Regions from separate parts of the Callithrix jacchus genome. Here region 1 is linked to region 2. Evidence: chromatin contacts called from public Hi-C data. All regions are on one chromosome and are shown on one strand. The core of a region is the stretch at or near the end of the contact, and the rest is flanking DNA. Distances in the headings are between cores, read along the strand shown. Region 1 has its middle 65 kb from the start of CD28. Region 2 overlaps CYP20A1 (cytochrome P450 family 20 subfamily A member 1).

The links. Hi-C and Micro-C count contacts between places; a contact is called where the count stands out from the background.
Region 1: a contact with region 2 is called in a Hi-C map of skeletal muscle, with 5 times the contacts expected there. The contact joins two enhancer-like sites. A contact is called at or near these places in 2 of 3 Hi-C or Micro-C datasets (induced pluripotent stem cells and skeletal muscle).

The regions. Positions count from the first base shown.
Region 1 is chr6:124,948,601-124,951,337 of calJac240_pri, reverse strand. No RefSeq gene overlaps it. Among named protein-coding and RNA genes, the nearest start is that of CD28, 65 kb to the left of the region's middle. Within about 2 kb of position 1,262, at least 6 of the 16 cell types and tissues checked have an H3K27ac peak or open chromatin away from gene starts, as enhancers often do.
Region 2 is chr6:124,514,278-124,516,977 of calJac240_pri, reverse strand. The region is part of intron 5 of CYP20A1 (cytochrome P450 family 20 subfamily A member 1); the gene reads right to left. Among named protein-coding and RNA genes, the nearest start is that of CYP20A1, 85 kb to the right of the region's middle. Within about 2 kb of position 1,262, at least 3 of the 16 cell types and tissues checked have an H3K27ac peak or open chromatin away from gene starts, as enhancers often do.

The DNA of each region.
Region 1 (2,737 bases), core at 13-2,512, 430 kb before region 2:
TCTGATGTCTATATAACAGAACATTCGATAATCTCGAGAATTATCTTCAGTTTGTGCTTTGAGATGTAACTATCCCTCAGGATTTCAAAAGTAAAACACAATGGCTATTACAGTGCTTGAAAATCCTAGACGTGTTGCTCCTCTTTCTGCCTCTCTGTTTTTCAACTATGTTTCACTGGCAGCAACTTTTTTCTCAAAGGTTTGTGTCTGAACCAGAGGAAAATGCTGGGACCCCTTTTGGAGAAGTTTTGGCTTTAGTATATTTTATAAGAGAAATAAATGTGAAAGCTTCCCATCTCTGTCAATCATATTCATTCAAAATAATAGCACTTGCCAGGACTGGGGGTGGTAGGTAGGGAATGGGAAAGGGGGAAGGTAATATCATGAATTGTTCCCCTGCAGCTGGTATTTCTCAGTCACAACTGTACATAGAAAACAAAAGATCTCTTCAGAAAACCAGGGACAGACAGAGAGGCCAACAGAAAGAGATCATTATAATCATATTTTAGAGATCAAACAGCTTGAATTACATTTGCTTGAGCCCAGTTAAGTTTCCTGGTTGTTTCATATAGAACATAGCAATTTAGCATACTCTAACATAAGAATATAATATAATGGCAAACATATACAATATTATCTCCAGGCATGTACCATGTAGCAGGTTTTTTTATCTTCTACTTCTTATCTTCCACAGTGCTGGGGATAAAAGATATTCTAACACAGGGAGGCAGTATAGCACAGTGCTTAAGAGCACAGGCTTGGTATCACATCAGGATAGAGACCTAGCTTTGCCTCTTACTACCATGTTACCTGCAAGTTTCTTAACCGCCCCAAAGGCTCAATGTCCTTAACTGCTAAACAGAAGGTGGGCTTTATCTACTTGGTGGTTATGATAAGAATGAAGAGAGAGAACACCTGTAAAACACTGAGCACAGTACCTGGCCTGCAGAGAGGACTTGGTAAATGTTTGCATTTAGAGTCTGTAAATGTCTGAATAAACAAATACTTTGTTTTTCCTTAGACCTCTCATTTTCTATCCTCATTCTACCCCCGATCTAAGCAAAAAGGAGGGACGTATTTGGAAGTCATTGCAGCATGTCTGTCATGTCGTATTGCTAAAAAGGAATGAGATAATTATCTTGCTAGGCTTAGTTTTGTTGTTGGATCAAAGGTCTGCTACACAGCCTTGCTCCTGCAAAGGACTCCCCCTCTCTCCTTCTAGCACGTCCGTTTTACCACTACATGACTCCAGGACACAGCAGCCACCAGGACTGTTCACAGGAGAGGTTAGTGTCACGTGTAAGCAATCAGTTGGCTCCCAACCAGGAAGTAAGGCTTACAGAACATTCATGCAAGCAGTAGTCTTCCAGGGCAAAAGTCCACAGTGCTATCCACAGGCAGGTAGGTATTGGGAGTCAGACCAGAACGGCTTCAGGAAAAACATTCTTGTATTTTTTTTATTAAATAGACAAAAATATATGTGCCTAGCTTTAGAGCTTGGCCAATTCCCTAAGATATTTCCTTAACTGTCTATAACTTTTTCAAAACAACATTAAGAATGACCACACATTGGAGCCAGGCGCGGTGGCTCACACCTGTAATCCCATCTTTGGGAGGCTGAGGCAGGCAGATCATGAAGTCAGGAGATCAATACCATCCTGGCCAACATGGTAAAACTCTGTCTCTACTAAAAATACGGAAATTAGGCAGGAGAATCACTTGAACTCAGAAGGCAGAGGTTGCAGTGAGCCAAGATTGTGCCACTGCACTCCAGCCTGGAGACAGAATAAGACTCTCAAAAAAAAAAAAAAAAAAAGAATGACTGCACACCACATAACCAAAAAAAAAAAAACAAGGGAACTCTATTTTGGTCCACATGAACAATGAAATCAAGGAGGAATTTTACAATTACAGGTTTCCTTTGACAAAGGGATTTGACGACTGCTTTGGCCTCAGAAGTGGGTGGCGCTTTCACTCGCAATGCCTCAAAAACTGAATGTTCACACCGGGAATAAGAAATCTGGTCACATGCAAAGTCCAAATACTGCTTCTAATAAGATGCTGTTAAAACCACGTTTTAAAAATGGTCCTGAAAGCATACAGAATGCATAAACATGAAGGTATTTGCCTGTGTCAGAAACTGCAGAAGTGCTAAACAACACTGAGTTTAACTGGCCCAAAGCCAAGTGAAGCACTTCACCCTGACAGAAATTATAGTACTGTCATTGTGTTGTAATAAGCCTCTATAAAATGGAGCATTGTGTTTCTGCTGAGTCTTGAACAGAAAATGAATCAGGATCTGGCATCCTTGGAGGAATGGGGAGAAGTGTATTTTTGCTTACAGAGAAGAGAATATTCACTATGTTCCATGAAATAAATGTTTTGCTCATTTTTTTTAAAATTCTGCCTTTAAAAAGGAGCTATCTCTGACTCACATTTGAAAATGCTTATTATGTTCAGAAGATGTTGCCATCTTTTGCTCTACAGACTTTTAGAAAAGCACTTGTTGTTCGGTTTTGGGGGTTTTTTGTTTTGTTTTTGTTTTTGTTTTTTAGATGGAGTCTCACTCTGTCCCCCAGGCCGGAGTGACATGGCACAATTTCAGCTCATTGCAACCTCCACCTCCCAAGTTCAAGCGATTCTCCTGCCTCAGCCTCCTGAGTAGCTGGGATGACAGGCACACACCACCACACCCAGTTAATTTTTTGTATTTTTGGCAGAGATGAGGTTTCACCAT
Region 2 (2,700 bases), core at 13-2,512:
CAAGTCAGTAGATTGCTCAACTTAAATCCCTTTAGGGGTTCCTAGTGCAATAGGATGAACTTCGGTCCCCTCATTGGTCTTTGCTCCCGTCCTTAAAGATGCTGAGCCTAGGGCACCCGGCATGACCCTCCCCTTAGGACTGCGAAGTGCTGCCTTATCCTCCCTCACAGCGCAAAGCAACTTGTTCAGAGAAGCTGCCTGAACCTCTCTTGCAGGAAGGGGCTCTTTTAGAATTCCACCCTGTGGTCTTTCTTCTCCACATGTGAATGCTAACAGATAACAATGACCCCTCTGTTTCTATTTAATAGTCTGTTTATGAGCCTTGTTAATATGCTTGAAGCAAGCAAAAAAAACTCAGATCTTATCAGGAAGAATAAGATCTTACTACATTCAATAATAAAACTTTAGATTCACAATGTGTACTAAGTTCAATAACAAAACTTCAGATTCATAATGTGTATGTTTCCTGTTAGATGTCACAGTTTATTTGATGATTCAAACTTCTAAAATGTCCTAGAAAATCGCCTCCATTAAAACATTGTAGGATAAGTGCTGTAACGTTCCTCAAAACATTTTGGAATTTCCCTTATGTCTGTGGACTCGCAGATCATGTATTGCACATGTGCCATGGGAGGCAGCTCCCCACTGCGGCTCCTCGGGGCGGGTGGCCTCAGACCTGGCCATGTGGGAAAGCGGGGACCCTAAGAAAGACCTCTGGCTCTGACATGTGGCACGATTTCCGCCAGGGCTGAGTGGGGCGACACCACTGTCACTGCTGGCCAGTGCAAAGCCACTGTTCACAGCTGGCTACCAACTGCCAGATACCAACTGCTGGGAGTGTGGCTGGCACAATGGGGGACTGAATTATTCATTTTCTTCACCTTAGAGTGCCATAGATGTCTTGTACACTCTTTCAAACAGCACAAGTTATGGGAGGAAAGACTATAAAAACTCCAGACTCCAGACCAGCAGGAAAACACTTTGGACAGGGAGGACCCTGCAAAGTTTTCTTTCCCCAGCAGCATGGGGCAAACGCCTAACTATTCTCAGGGTAAACAAGGAAATCCGCCTCCATCAGCCACACACTTGTGAGGCGGTGACTGCTCTGGATTTTCTGCCACCCAGTGCACTTGGCTGGTGTTTATGGGGCATCTTGGTTCAAGGCTCAGATACAGAGCACCAAGGGATGACACCACCAGTTTCTGCCTGCTGAAGGAAACCACCGTCAGAGCTGAAATTAGGAGAGCTGGTCACGTGGCTCACTTTTCTCCCCTGGCTGGGAGGGGAGGGATGCCTGCAGCAGCAGCCCTGTGACGCTGACTCTGGCTCTGGCGTCTGGAAGCCCGCTGGTGGGTGCAGGCTGGCTGCACACCAGGGAGGACCCAGGCTGAGCACAGGTTTCCTGGCTCTGAACAATCTCAAGGCCATGCAGACCCACCAAGCGGCTTGGGAACATTCTCCAGACATGCAGCACTTTATCATCGCTGAAGAAGCTCTTGTGAAACTGGGAGTTTAACGGGGCTCTAGAACGCCCCTCTGCCTGTCTTCCTCTCCATACACAGGACCATGGCGCCACCTCGTATATATTATTTTCAGTCCCCATGGCTGAGTAGTGCACAAAGTTTCCTGTTGCATGCTTGCTAGATATTCTATCTATGAAAATAGGGAGAGGCCAAGAGGTTTTGCATCTGGACATTATGGATGGGTTATATTGCCATGTATTCACTTTTAACTACTTCATCTATCTCATCTGTGAAGGGGGATAAGGATACTACCATATTTTAGGGTGTTATGCAGTTTAAATGGATTAATATTTCTGAAGCCCTGGCTGCTCTATCACTAGTAGGAGGGTGTCTGTAAACCTTGTGGGATCAGGACCTGAGAAAGCAAATACATGCTGAAGATGATACATTTGCAAAGTATGATGTGCTCCTGTGTGATGTGTGCCCAACAGTTTAAAGCATAGCCTGGCCAGACAGAACTGACTGCAGTGGCTGCAGACTGACAGCCTTCACAACAGGCCCAGACTATTTCTGATACTATGCAAGAAATGTGTGTTGAAATGTCCTTATTTGCATGCTGCAAGTACAATTTTTAGCACAAATGAATCTGACACTTTATTAAACTGGCAAAAACCTAAATACAAAACATGTCTGTGAACCAGACATTCTCTGGATCTCCTTCCAAATCCCTCATACAAAGGTTCAAGTGGTGAGATGGCCTCATTTCTCATTCGTTCTATTATCATTCATTCCTTCACAAGCACACATAAGCTCCTCCTGAGTGCCCAGTGTGGGGATGACATGGAGTACATGGCATTATACAAGACACGTGTATCACACGTGTCATACATGATTGACACAGTCCTTTTTCAAAAGATGCTCAGCAGGGAACACAGACCTTCAACTGGGAAGTCAACAGCAGTGTGTTCAATGTGCTGCCCCCTGGCCCCACTGCCTGCCTCCACAGCAGGCTAGTGCAAAGTCTCCCTCTTCAACGACCAACAAAATGAAGGAGGGTGAGGGTGCGTGTCTACAGGGAGCTCAGCAGAAGCAGACAGAGAAAATGGCAGTGGTATGCCAGGCAGACTACATGTCTCCAACCTTGGGGACCAAGGCACATTCCAAATTAAGTCAGGACAAGGGAGCTCTGTTGAGGCAGGTCCCAAAACAAAAAAACAAAGCTGACGTGACTAGAAAT